Regions from separate parts of the Mus musculus genome. Here region 1 is linked to region 2. A link is a contact called in public Hi-C data. All regions are on one chromosome and are shown on one strand. The core of a region is the stretch at or near the end of the contact, and the rest is flanking DNA. Distances in the headings are between cores, read along the strand shown.

Region 1 (7,448 bases), core at 192-2,691, 100 kb before region 2:
TCTGTCAGACCAACAATGGAAAGACGGACTTCCCCACTACCACTGTATTTCCATATTCTTAATGATATAACCAACAAGGTCAGCAGTAAGGGGAAGTATAAAACAGTTCCCTTGAGAATGGCTTTATTAAAGCAAACACTGTCAGGCAATGCCAAGAATCTGTTTAAAGACATTAAGTAGGGTGATAAATGTATTTAATGTAACAATTAAGCAGTCAGGATATCAATTTTTCTTCATCCATCCATAATTGCTAAGATGTAGATCAAGATTCTAGCCTAACTCTATAAGAACTAAAGTTCCAGTAGGGAAGAAGAGGGTAAAAAACTATTTGATAGGTGAATAAAGGAGCTGAGAGCATCTACAAGAATGAGAGTTGTGACTTGAAGACAAAACAATCTTCCAAACAGGGGACTGATAGAGACGGCAGATAATGAACTGTTGGTGGCATTACAGGATGTAGTGGGCATCTCAGTGACAATGATAATAATGACAAGGTGAGCTAGGCTGCAAAGTGGGAGTGCAGTGGAACTCTGAAACTTTAGGGGTAGTGAGTGAATAAGACAATGAGAAGAAGTTGCAAAGAACAAGACAAAGCAAGAAAGAGAACGAGACATTGTAGAATAGAATAGCTCAGGAATGCTTACAAAGAATTTGCTCCTGACCTGTAAAGCAGAGACCCCTTAACAGATACCAGAGGAATGTTGTCTGGTCCTACTTGATGACTAACGGTAGGAATTCCACAGCTAGACTTCCAGGGCTTACAGCCCATATTTCCCCCTTTTCACAAGGCCCTCAGGAACAACAGTACCAGTAAATGACCAGCACTTCACATGTACTGAAAGCTCACAACAAAGCAAGTAGTTACACTCTCTTCTGCTCATGTTACACACGTAAGAATGAGTTTCCTAGTTTTCATAAACCTCGAACAGATGTGATAAGAGTAGTTCCTACCATACAATGTGGTTTTGAGTTTTCAAAGGAACAGTGTATTTTAAAAAAATGATTAACACATTGCCTGCCTCAGAAGCAATGTTCAATGTTCAATGTTCAAATGCTAGCTGAGGTATTAGATTAGAGTGCAAGGGTCAGCCTCAAAGGAACAGGACTTTTGTGAGCAGGAATGATGATGTGGAAGCAACATTAGAAGGGTTGGGAATCCTCACTCCACTTAGAAAGCATGGAATGAGAAATAAAGAAATAAAGGTTTATAAACTATCATGTTTTAAAAAGAAAACATTCTGGCTGAAATCCATCAGGAATTCTAGGAAAGAAACTAGAGAAACAATGTCCTGTTTGCTGCTCTAGAGCCAGGTGCAGACTAACAAGTGAGAGAGGAAGGACACTGAGAACAAAATATGTAGAGGAGAGCAGACTAGGTGGAGAGTCACCAGGGTCTCCTCACACCCTCACGTACTTGACAGGCTGCCTATGTATGCGTGTTCACCCTCAAGGAAGCTGTGACTCATTCAGTGGCCATGACTTCAGCAGTTGCTTAGGGAGGAAGATCAACTCGGAGAAACAGGAAACAGATGGCCCAGTTTCAGAAACAGAGTAAGTGTTCATGTGGTGGCTCATGATCATCTGTAACTCAGTTCCAGGGAACTGGATGACCTCTTCTGATTTCCAGGCAAGATTTGCCTCCACTAAAAAGGCTGCAGATGGAGCCTTTACAGTTGACTTATGGTGATGCCTAAGATCTCCGTGCTAGTGGAGAATTACCTCATTAATTATTATGAGCATAAATCAAACCATAGAAGTATTAAGATTGTGAAAAAGCTTAATATTAAAACAGTGATGTAATCAACAGTCAAGCTGAAATATGTCAGAACCCTCAAAGATGCTTATTATGGTAACATAATGGTTATATTGAGAAGAATTCACAAACACACACACACACACACACACACACACACACACACACCTTCCTGCTTCTCATTTGTTCCTTTTGAAAGTATGGTAGAGTTTTCCAAGAATTATTGAATGGAGATGTTCCTTCAAAGCCATGCACACATTGCTTTATGGTGAAATAAAAGAATTTTCTTAAGTAAAGAGTAGCCATATTATCCAATACCCACATAAGATGTGATTCTTCTATTCAAGAATTTGTGGGCTGTAGAGATAACTTGAAACTTAAGAGTTATTGCTCTTTCAGAGGACCCAGGTTCAGTTCCCAGTACCCCCATGATGGCTCACAACTGTCTACCTCTAGTTCCAATGGATTCGATGCCCTCTTCTCACTGCTGCAGGCACACATTTGATGCATATACATACATGCAGGCAAAACACTCACACACATGAAATGAAATAAATTAAAAAAAAAAAACATACAGAGAAACCTCCCAATTTTAAACGGCGGCTACAAGCCATCAGCAATGACTTATAAACCATTTTCTCTGAAATCATATTAAACATTAGAACACGAGGCACTAGTACTTTGGCAGTTTTCTAACTGATTACTACAACGCCACAAACAGGGTCTCTTTCCTCAGACTGGCTGAGAAAACTCAAACCTGGGAAGTAAATTTGAGTTAAGAAGGGCAGTGAGGCAAGAGTATAGATAAAAGAATGAGAAGGAACTGACTCAGCAATTGGTAAGCCTTGCTTCTGAGTGTATCTATGAGGATTTCCAGAGGTTCCTATGCAGGAGGGATGGAGAGATGTCTCAGCTCTTAAGAGTGCATGACTCTTATAGAGAAACTGGACTTGTTTTTAAACCTTATGTGGTAGCTCACATTCACCTGTAAATGAGTGCCAGGGGATTGAATGGACTCTTCTGACCTCCATGGGTACTACATGTAGGGGGGCAGATACATACTTGCAGGGAGAACACCATTCCTACACATAAAATAAAATGAATAAATCGGGGGATGGGGCAGTCAAAAGATTTGTTACAAAAAGTAAACATTTAGAAACATTACCCCACTGAAAATGCTTTAATAAGCTATATTGCTTCAAGAGTAATTATCAGCTGTTACATCACATCTTTTTGTTTGTTTGTTTGTTTGTTTGTTTGTTTGTTTGTTTGTTTGAGACAGGGTTTCTCTGTGTAGCTCTGGCTGTCCTGGAACTCACTTTGTAGACCAGGCTGGCCTCGAAATCAGAAATCTGCCTGCCTCTGCCTCCTGAGTGCTGGGATTAAAGGCGTGTGCCACCACGCCCGGCTACAGTACATCTATTAATGATGTTGATAGACTTGCATGTTTGACATTCCAAGATCTGAAATATGTGTGGCTAGGAAATATAGCTGTACTTTATAAAGTATGTTCTGATCCTAAAATTCTGTACTTAGAAAATTCTACTTTCAATACCTGCCAGAAGGGAAATTACAAATCATTTTCACAATTGATTCTGTCTTCTGGCTAACAAAATTGAATGCTTTACTAACTCACAATACGAAGAGAATAGGATGTCAGAGTTCTTTCTCCAACTCTAACACAACAGATAATTTTCTAACCATCTTTATTTACTCCTTTTCCATTTATTGAACACCAACCATTCTATCAGTTGCTGTGTTTTTAGTCTCAGGAATCAGAGATAAAGATCTCAGCATCTTAGGTGCTAAAGGGAGGGGATCCCTTTAACTTAAAGGAAAAAGACAATGAGAGCCAAGCACGGGTTTGAAAATAAACTCACAAGCAAAACAACAAAGCAAATATTTTTCTGAGGAGCTATTGGTTGTCCAGGTTGTGGTATGAAGGAGACACAGACTGTGAAGAGAATATACAAAGACACAGAAGGTAAGGACTGGCCCTTCTATCAGCTGAAACTGTTTAAGTGCAGTTTGAGTGAAATCTTCAAGAAATAAATGCCAGATATTGTCAGTGGAGTACAATTATATGAAACTTTTCAAAGTGTCAAATGACTAAGAGTTGGTTTGCTTCCCCCTTTAAGTTCTGTTTTTATATTATGTGTAATGAATGGTTTATCTATATGTATGCATATGCACCACATATGTGCCTAGTGCCCATAGAAATCAGGAGGTATCTGAGCCTCTGGAACTAGAGTTATGGGTAGATCTGAGCTGGGTGATGGTTCTGAGCTGGTGTGGGTGCTGGGAACCAAAGCAAATCCTCTCCAAGAGCGACAAGTGTTCTTAACCACTAAGTCATCCCTCCAGCCTCATGTTGAGGCTTTTATTAAAGACTGTGGAGGACCACTGACAATGTACACTAGAAACTTAGTACCATTCCCTGATAATAAATATTTTAGAAAAATTATGAATTTGTGTGTGTGTGTGTGTGTGTGTGTGTGTGTGTGTGTGTGTGTGTGTGTGTGTATGTGTATGTTTAGGGGTGTGGAGTACACGTATGATGGTTAGCTCTGTCAAATTTGACATTGACATAATCACCTGGGAAGAGTGTCTCCATTGATTGTCTCCCTTGGTTTGGCCTTAGGGTCGTCTTTATTATTTTAATTGAGGTGGGAATACCCCACTGAGTTGGGAATACCCATTGTGGGCAGTACCATTCCCTAGCAAGTGTTCCTGAACTGTATAAAATTGGAGAAAGCTAGCCAAGCACAAGCAATTAAATGAGCATCTTTGCATTTGTTTCTCTCTGCTCTTAACTTTCATTGTGATGTGATAAACTGCCGAAGTTTCTGCCTTGAATTCTCCATGAGACCTAACTGTATGCTTACATTAACTCCTTGCTCCACTAAGTTTCTTTTGATCGTGGTATTTTATCACAGCAACATCAAAGAACCTAAGACAGCATCTGGGATAGGGAACATATATGTTTCTGTGTGCTGTCAAATGTTGAGGCCAGGGATCAGCCATAGGTGTCATTTCTTAAGTGCTCTCGACATTGAGTTTTGAGACAGACCTGGAGTTCACCAAATAGGGAGACTGATTGGTTAACAAGATTTGAGGATCGGCCCTTCTCTGGCTCTCCAGTTCTGGGATTACAACTGTAAATTACCCCACCCAGATTATCTAAATGAGTTCTGGGGATCAAACTCAGGTCTTCACACTTTGAAGACAGGGAGTTAACAAACTAAGCTATCTCTTTGGTCTAAACTGGGATTTTTTTTTAAAGTGAAGAATGTTTTTAGGAGATCAAGTCTAGTTAAAATGGTGATAGAGTGATTGATTCTAATTGAGCCAATGACAAGAGAATGTAATGAACTCAGAAGTTACTAGAGATATAAAGAGTAAAAACCAGGCATTGACTGGACCAAATGGAAAAGGAGAAGAGGAGTTTAGGACTACTGGGTACACTGAACATAAGAGCACACAAGAAATGATCAGGATCAGCAGAGACTCCCATCTTGGGAAGATGGGCATACTATGCCTGAGATACAAGCAAGAACAAAGTCTGGGAGGCACACCTCAGGTTTAAATGGGCGTCTGAGTTACACAGACATGCAGAGCTCACCAGAAGCCATCAAAATAAACAAGTCTAAACACAGGACATTGAACATTGCTAGTAGAGGGCTTAGTACAGACTGCCGATCATTCAGAAAACAGAGGAAGGAGCCAAACAATACTCTGAAAACCACTAAGCTAACTCAGTAGAACGCATTCAATAATAATGTTTCCTAGACACAATGCCATACACAGAGAAGAATGTCCTCAATGGGGAGGGGAAAGCTGAAAACCATATTATTTAGCCAAGGTGACCTTGGTGCTTTGGGGAAAGATTTTACTCTTAAACAACAGGAGTATTACAACTTAGTTTATAGATCTCAGTTCATACTGTAAAAAGAAAGTATGTTAGTTGGGCAAGGTAATGTGTCTCTATAATCCCAGCACTGAGGGAGAGGAATCATATGTTCTAGAATAATCTGGCTTGCATAACCAGATGCTACCTCAAGGAGATAAAGGTAGAAATAGAAAGTGATGAAGTGAGGGAAATTGATGTATAAGAGAGAGACAGAGAGACAGAGACAGAGAGACAGAGACAGAAAGAGCATTCCAATGATGCTTTAAACAAATAAAGACTTCAAGAAAGTGGAAACAAAAACAAAACATGACTGGTCACTTTAAAGTGTGCCAAGAGTGTAGTGGTCTATATTTATAGTCTCTGTTACCTGGGAAGGTAAGCAAGGAAGATCACTTAAGGGTGGGAGCTTGGGCAAAACCAGGACAACAGTATACTCGGTATAATACTGTTATAAAGAAAAGAAAGAAATGACTCTTAGTGAAATGAGGAAAAACTGACAAGACAGCTGAAACACAGTCAAGACAGACTTCAGGTTACATTTTCTGTATAAAGATTAATACTTGAAAGTGTACCCTTGCCAAGCCAATGAAAATTAGTCTGCTGGTTGCTACTAGATCTCTGCAGTTGATTTCTCAAAGAGTGAGATAAATGAGCTGGTGGACTTTAGCAAAGTTAGCTCTATTTTGATGCTTGGCCTGGTCATCTGGGGTCCAGAGGTGAATCTTAGCCCAAAACAATGATCTCTGTAATGTCAATCGAGCAAGTTGTGTGATATAGAGCTTCCTGCACAGATAGCAGTAAGTTAAGAGGATGAAGAAGTGCAGATAAGTGTTGCCTTGAGAGGACTTTAGGTTTAAATTAATTAGGAAAATTGAGTAGTGGGCAGAAAGGGCTGCAGAATGTGGAAGTCTGCAGGGGATTGAGTCAGTCCTCAACATGATCACATGTATTTGGAGGAGGAAGCTGAGAGGACAGATAAAAAGACGATATACAATACTGGTATGCAGAAAAGAATGTGACCAGCAGAACACATACCGGTTACTATTCTGACAGAGAAGCAATGTCTCTACATTTCTCTCACAGAGAGCTATGACCTGGTCTAGACATAACAATCTTAGTAGAAAGGAGCAACTGAGGAAGTAGAAAGCTAGGAAAAGCATCTCCACAGACTGCTCCTCTCTGTGCCTTAAGTGCTAGAAAAAGCCATCTGCTGAGGACATCAGCTTGAGGAAGAAGGCTAAAGGTCAGAAATAGTTCAACATATGCATGCAAGTGCTTAGAGGAGGAAATAATGTCATAGATTAAAAACTTAAGTCAAAATAAGAAAGCTAAAGCAATGCTTAGAAGTGTTTTTATTTCCAAACTTCAGTTTCCTCACTGCACTGTCAAAATCCACCAGTATTAAAATATTCTAAGCAATCAGACTAAGCATTCATTTAGACAAATGGCAGCACTGTTTTATCAAGGATGGGAAACTGTTGTCCCTACAGGACTCCATTGTAAAGTCTTTTACCATACGTTGTAGCATTTTCCAAGACAATGGGGTTCATTTCAAATATTAAAGGTGGGAGACATTCCCAAGACTGTAAACAGAAAAACTATATATTGAGTTTTTATACTTAAGGCATTACAATATTACCATGATACCCAAGTCCTTGGCAAAGACCTCCATTATGGCATACTTTCATCTGTTATGTTGTAATTTAATCTTTTATTTCCTTTAATTCTTTTTGATTGATTTTTTGTTATATAAAGGGAAAGAGTAAAACAAAAGGCATAATAATT
Region 2 (7,078 bases), core at 2,659-5,158:
GTTGGTTAGGATGAAGCCTTTTCCAGGACAGGAGTGGAGCAAGATGTTAATTTAAGGATTAGGAGAGAAAATTAATGTTTTTCCACTTTAGCAATCTTTGTCAATTTATCTGATAAATTTAGATGTCTTGTAAATTGGAGAAGAAAAAAGAGTGAATTCAAGAACTTGAGAAGTTATAGGCACTATTCTTGTCAGGGTTTTCTCTTGCTGTGATGAAACACCATGGCCAAAAGCAACTTGAGGAGGTAAGGGTTTGTTTGATTTACATATCTTGCGTCACAGTCTATTGACTGATGCCTCAGATTCAACCTGAGCATGAACCTGGAAGCAGGAGGTGGTGCGGAGGTCATGGAAGAATGCTCCTTCCTCGTTTCCTCTTCATGGCTTGCTCAATCTGCTTTCTTATAGAAACCAGGACCAGCAGCCCAGGAATAGCACCACCCATAATCGGCTGGGCTCTCCCCCATCAATCACTAATTAAGAAAATGCGCTACAGGCTTGCCTACAGCTTGATCTTATCCAGACATTTTCTCAACTGAGCTTTCCTTCTCTTGAATGGTTCTAGCCTGTGTTAAGTTGATATAAATCTAGCCAGCACAGGTACTCAGTAAGCCTCATAACTAAAGCATTCTTTCTCAATGACCTACAGTACTCAACCTCCTGATATTTTTATGTCAACTTAATTATACCACCTATTTCATTAAACATATGCATGAATTTGTTTGAATGTGTTTTATTTTTGTACAGCAATGCTAGAAGAAAAACAAAAGAGTAGTCTCTAATTGAGATCTGGTTAAGAGTATAGTACATCTTCAGCCATGTCCGACCTATAGCTGCTAATTGGTCTGATATTAGCAGGTTCATTCAGTTTGAACAAAAGGCTGAATATACTGCTCAAATTATGACTTCCATAAGACTATACACTAGGTACTACAGAATATCCAGATGGCAACAGCTGTCTACTGAATGTGTGACTTCTCCAGGTATGTGTTCTGCCTGACATTCATGAGTTCAGAGTACCTTGTACAAAGTGCATACCAGTCTTTTACCAGTGCCAAAACAGATGTTGAGAGACAGCAAATAAGTTATCCAGGATCTCACACTCAGATCAGCCTCCAGTCTAATCCTCCTAATTCACAACAGAATTTTTAGTGAATTAATTAGATTTTTAATGTATGTGTGTACATGGTAGTGTGTGTGTTCTTGTGTGTGTGTTTGTATGTGTGTTTGTGTGTGTGTGTGTGTGTGTGTGTGTGTGTGTGTGTGTGTGTGTTTGTTTTCTATAATTCTCTACCTTATTCACTTGAGAGGTCTATCACTCAGTTAGCAGCCAGCTGTCCTGGCTAGGCTGGCTGGCCAGGGACATGAAGCTCCCATGCTCTTCCCTTCTTTAGCCTCCAGTGCTGCACTTACAATCACAAATGGCCATGCGTACCCTTTTCCCACAGGTGTGGGGATTCAAACTCAAGTCCAAATACTTGTATAACAAGCATCCTTACCCACTAAACCATCTCCCTAGCCCCAGACCAGAATTTTCATAACTGGCAACCATTTGCTTATAGTATAAAATTTTATCCACCCCCCCCCAAAAAAAAACACTTTTTTTTTCACCTAAGGTTCTGTAAGGAATGATCCAAAGTATCGAAATGTCAATCCTCTGGCCTAAAAGATAATATACCCTAGAATATTAAGGAGAGCTTAAACTAAGGTTTGTAAATAATGTAACTTTGGAAAAATGAGGCAGAAAGAATTGCCTGGGCAGGGGTCGGGAACATTGTTCCTGTGCAGTTCTGCTTTCCAAGCACAAGGAGATGATGAGAGTTAAGGATTGTGATGCTGTGGTATCTCTGAGCAAGTGTTTCAAAGACAAGGGCATTCTAATCACTGGGAACCTGGATGGCTTTAGCTAACAATCCTGACTTTGCCTCAATCTCCCTAGATGATTCTGTCCCTGCAACTGAAATGTCATAGCCGCTGACCTTGAGCGCAGGACATTGCAAGGTTATCTTTCAGTATGCTACAGCAAAGCAAGATAAATAGAATGCAGGTTCTGGAATACACACAGAGCTGGATCAATAGCTGCTTGACTAACTGCATCCAATAAGTGATTGATGTCTAGATTGAGATATATTTCTGATGGCAATTGACATGGCTCAGTCCCCTACCTTGCAATAATTTTCATCAGATGTCTATAGAAAGGTCTCAACTGTCCGGTGCTTTTCAAAGGGGAAATGGGAAACGCATGTGTAATGAGCCTAGAGCCTGAATAAGGAAATAAAATCACCTCTGTAAGCTTCTCTAAGTGAAAACACGAAGAAAAACTGTTTTCTGGTTTAAAATGTAAAAAAAAACACAAATACAAACTAAGGCAAATGTGCTCTAAGGGCTGATATTCATTAGAGTTTTATTAGACATTATTTCTATTAGATATGAGAGATAAGTATGAACCAAACTAAATGCAATAAATTTTCCTTTTTTTTTTTTTTTAAATCAGAGGTTGTGTGAACTAACAGCAGGGTTTAAATGACCCTCATTCAGAGTGATCCATTTTAGTGATAAATTGCATAATACAGAGGGGGTTTAATCCAAATATATAAGTTGCAAAATATAAATTATTCAGTACAATTAAATACACTCATACCATGGCTTTATTTTATGATAGTTTCATCTTTAACAGTTCTAACTTTTTATAAGCTCTCTTTTGCAGGGACTTTCTTAAGTAGGAGCTTCAGTTATTAGACCCCTAGATCCTTTTTGGGAGAGCATGTAGGAATGAAGCAATCCATCTCTTATTTGTTTCTGAAACTCTTTTCTGAAATGAAGACTGACTTAAGTTTAAGGATCTTGTCAGTTTTCATTGTACTCACAGAACCTAGGCCTGGGCCTGGCACATAGTAGTTGCTTAATAAATGGTCTCTAAAGGCGATATCTCAAATGGCTTTTCTAAGTTCATCTGACAGATGCTGGCTCCATACATTCTATTTTGCTCTTGGCCCTTGTCAGTATCCGTGAATGGTTTGATACTAACCAGAAGTGACAGTTACTTAGTAGGCCTGATGAAGTATACCTTATGTCTGTTTGGGGTCATACTATGCTAAACACCTCATTAAAAAATAGAGATGCACTTAGCAGTAAAATATTATAGAACCATAAAGCTATTGGTGGTAATTACTACTTAAGTATCACAATTATTTGACTATTAATAACCAGGCATGAAGTGTAGTCTGTGAGGTATCCGTAGAGTCCAGAAGAGCCAGGTTTTGAACCATGAGTAAACATGTGTCCATTGAAATCCTAATTCTTCTACTGTTGTGTGGACTTCAAAAGGTCACATTCATCACTCTCAGCCTAGCTTTTTTCTCATTCTGTGGACAGGACATAGGAATGATAATTAAGGTCTGAGTGGGGAATAAAGGACATAAGGGAATGAGTAAAGCATGTGCCATATTGTAAATAATAAAATCAAGCTACTACTGATGTAACTAAGAACCACTCTAACAATGAAAGCACATACTGTTATCACTGTTGTGCCAAGACAAAATGTGGCCTTAGAGCTGTGACTGGGAAGGCAGAGGCATGGAGCAGCACTGGAACTCAAGCCCCAGGTTTATGTGTCATTAGCATTCTGCCTGTGCCACTTTAACATAATAGAAACAGATTGCTAGACTAGTGTGGAGCTAGCAGCCACACTGTAGTCTGATTGGCCTTTCAGGAGGAAAAAGCAGACAAATGAAGGAAATAATGAGAACACGGAATAAAAAAAAATAATAATAAAAGCCCTGATCTCGTTGCCTTTGCACAGCTACAGAATATCAAGTGTTAGGTCTGCTTCTGCATATAGGAAAGACAGAATTTTAGTTTGTGCTATTTTTATAATTTTGCTTTGAGTCAGAATTATTCCTTATCTGCTTACCCATGTTTTGCCATATTTACAAGGGACTTCCTGTCTTGCCTATAGGTGCCCCTGGGCAAGCACACAGGTCTGCGCAGACTTTAAATTACAGCAGCTTGTCATACCATGTGCTTTCATCTCGCATGCTATCATTATGTCTTAACCTACTTCACTTTGTTCCCATAGAATGCTGAAGTTTCTGTTTTTGAAGTCAACATACGCTTCGTCGGTGGACTGCTGTCAGCCTACTATTTGTCCGGAGAGGAGGTAAGTTGCAAAGTCATATAGACGTTTGAATTATGAAATGTCTCCAAATTACTCTTACTGTTAATTGTGCCGTTTGTGGTGTGGAAAAACCCACTGAAGCCTCACATCCTGACGATCAGCTTAATTTCTCAAAATGTGTGCCAATCCAATGAACCAGCTGGGGGGAGTCCGACAGCTCCTATTGTCAGGTTAAGGTGCTGCCTTTAAAAGCGTGGCTCCATTATGCTATGCATGCTGTGATTAGAAGTACAAATCCCACATGTCTGCGGGCATATTCCCCGTGCTTAGCGTAACGGCAGACTTATAAGTGCATTTTTTTTCCTCCAAATTTATTTTAATGTTAGTATATTAGCTTAGTAAAAACTTTTAAGTAAAGGAAGCATGACAAACAAGATCTGAAAATGACAGTAGCTGTGAAATTGAGGGGTTGCAACTCTGAGCTTGCTAGCACATGGTCCTGCAGGCCAGAGTCCCTGTGAGAAATGCATCGTTCTCTTCCTGAGTCAAAGCTTAATGAATTATCTGCTGCTTAGGGCAAAGCACGGATTTTTAATTTACTTTTTTTTTCTTTTGGTAGATTAAAGACTTTTGCATCGTGCTCATCAAGGGCACCAATGCTATTTTCCTGAAAGCATTTGGACAACTTTGTGACTTACGTTAAGTGTCCACTAAGAGTTTCAGGAATCGGCTCACCTGTAATACTGACAGCGTTAAGAGCTGACATCAAGGAAACGTAGTCACGTATTCCAACCGCACGTCAGTCAGATTGACATCAGGCTCAGCATTCTGGCTGGGGAAGAGTAGATCTTAGCCTGTGTAGTATTTCATGTATTTCTGTGCTTCAAACAGATTTAAGCAGGGTAGTAAATGTTTAATGAGAGAGGCTGCTTGACTTTGTTCCTGTCTCCAAGGTGCTTTTCTCATCAGAGCAAAGCAGCTCTCGACTCCTTTTCTCTCTCTCTCTCCCTCTCTCTTTGGAATCGGTTCTACCGCATTTTTAAAAAGTATATAGATGGTCCCTATAGTCCCCTGTGTCATTCTGTCCAAAGCATCATTTGAGCCTGGGAAACAAAGGTCTCTGCTGTGCTAGTCCCCCTTCCTCTCCCTGCCCCACCCCCACGTTACTTTCTCTGCTCTGTTATCATTTGGGCAGCCCAGGTTAGCATCCCTAAGTGGAGCAACTATATTTTATAAAAGCAGCATGCAAATTAATGTTTTGTTTATGAACATGTCCCTGAGCATCCTGAACCTGAGTTTTCTCATTGTTTGGACAGTGTGCTAAGATGACCTTGCTTTTATGTTCCTCCATAACCTACACGTAGAAGACACAATTTGGAAAACGTAAGGTGTGTGTCCTTCTGTCCAAGAGCTTGATGGGGATTGTGGGGAATACACAAAGAAACATATCTGTATTTTTCTAAGGATAAAGTCCCTTTCATTAGCTTTTTTTAAGTTTTACTTGTTCCGGGTTTCCATACATATGAGTGGATCTGTTTCTATGAATATTTGATATATGTGGATGTGCCTATCTAAATGAAATGTCCACAAATGATGTCATTTGCTCGTAAGTACAATAATAAGTTAAAGGCCTTGTAAAAATTATTTTTATTTTTGAGATTATAAAATAATTGCATCATTTCCCTTTTCTTTCTTCCATATGAACTCTCCCTTACACCCCTGCTTGCCATCTTTCAAATAAATGACCTCAGTTTTCATTAACTGTTGTTACATACATACATATGTACATATGTGTCTATGTTTGTATACACACACATACACACACATATATAATTACTCAATATACACATATGCATAAATAAAACATGTTCAGTTTGTACAATGGTACTTGTATGTATATATTTCTAGGGCTGATCACTTGATAGGGGATACCGAATTGGTGTGCTCTTTCCTGGGGAAGACCTTTTCTTTCACTCTCTACATTTCTTAGTTGTGTATAGGTAGGGTTGAAGCCTCCTGAGGTTTTCCCCATCCACATTACACTCTTTATTACTGTGTTCCTTGTTGAGCTTATGTATAAGAACTCATGTTGATTAGATACTATGGGCATAGCCTTTGATATTTTTAGGAGGCAAAAATGATACTGGCTCCATAGAAGGAATTTGGAGCTACACCTTTCCTTTGTTTGTTTGTTTGTTTGTTTGTTTCGTTCATTCGTTCGTTTTTTTTTTCTTTCTTTCTTTCTTTTCTTGAATGGTTTAAGAATGATTGGCTCAAGATTTTCTTTGAAAGTCTGGTAGAATTTTGACAGAAATCCATCTGGCCTTGGACTTTTTTTAGTTTGAAGGAATTTTGTTACTATTTTAATCTCCTCATTTGTTATGGTTTTTGAGGGTGTTTGACTTCTTGGTTTATTTTTGGTGGTTTGGCTGAATCTAGAAATTCATGCATTTCTTCTGAAGTTTCCCAATTTAACAGAGTACAGTTTTTTATTTAATTATTCCCTTATAATATTTCGAATTTCTTTGGTGTCTGTTTCCTTGTTCATTTCTGATTCTGTTGACTTTGGGCCCCAACCCCCACCCCCGACTAGTCATGTCAAAAAATCTAGGGTCTATTACTTGTGTATATTCTCTCTGAGAATCAGATCTTTGTTTCATTGATTCTTGATATCGTTCTCAATTCTCTTTCATTAATCTTTGCATTGAATTTGGTATCTTCGGTTTTCTTTCCTTTTTTTTTTTTTTTTTTTGAGTGATATCATGAATCATTCTGATAGTTTTTGGGGTTTTTTTGTTTGTTTGTTTGGTTGGTTTTGTTTGGTTTTTGTTTTTTTTTGGTCTTGGTTTGGGTTTTGGTTTGGGTTTTTCTAGACAGGGTTTCTCTTTATAGCTCTGGATGTCCTGGAACTCACTCTACAGACCAGGCAGGCCTCAAACTCACTGAGATCTGTCTGCCTCT

What was found. Hi-C and Micro-C count contacts between places; a contact is called where the count stands out from the background.
Region 1: a contact with region 2 is called in a Hi-C map of granulocyte-monocyte progenitors, with 2.4 times the contacts expected there. The contact joins two enhancer-like sites. A contact is called at or near these places in 6 of 484 Hi-C or Micro-C datasets (B cells, CD4 T cells, LSK cells and 3 more) and 1 of 115 datasets of contacts at active chromatin or transcription factors (CD8 T cells).

Annotation. Positions count from the first base shown.
Region 1 is chr10:54,112,019-54,119,466 of GRCm38.p6, reverse strand. No RefSeq gene overlaps it. Among named protein-coding and RNA genes, the nearest start is that of Gm16998, 40 kb to the right of the region's middle. Within about 2 kb of position 1,441, at least 185 of the 459 cell types and tissues checked have an H3K27ac peak or open chromatin away from gene starts, as enhancers often do. A contact at or near this core is called in CD8 T cells, LSK cells and granulocyte-monocyte progenitors, where this site is marked.
Region 2 is chr10:54,011,496-54,018,573 of GRCm38.p6, reverse strand. It overlaps Man1a (mannosidase 1, alpha), which reads left to right. Exons shown (of 13, transcript NM_008548.5): 5 at 4,079-4,159. Among named protein-coding and RNA genes, the nearest start is that of Man1a, 61 kb to the left of the region's middle. Within about 2 kb of position 3,908, at least 30 of the 459 cell types and tissues checked have an H3K27ac peak or open chromatin away from gene starts, as enhancers often do. A contact at or near this core is called in CD8 T cells, LSK cells and granulocyte-monocyte progenitors, where this site is marked.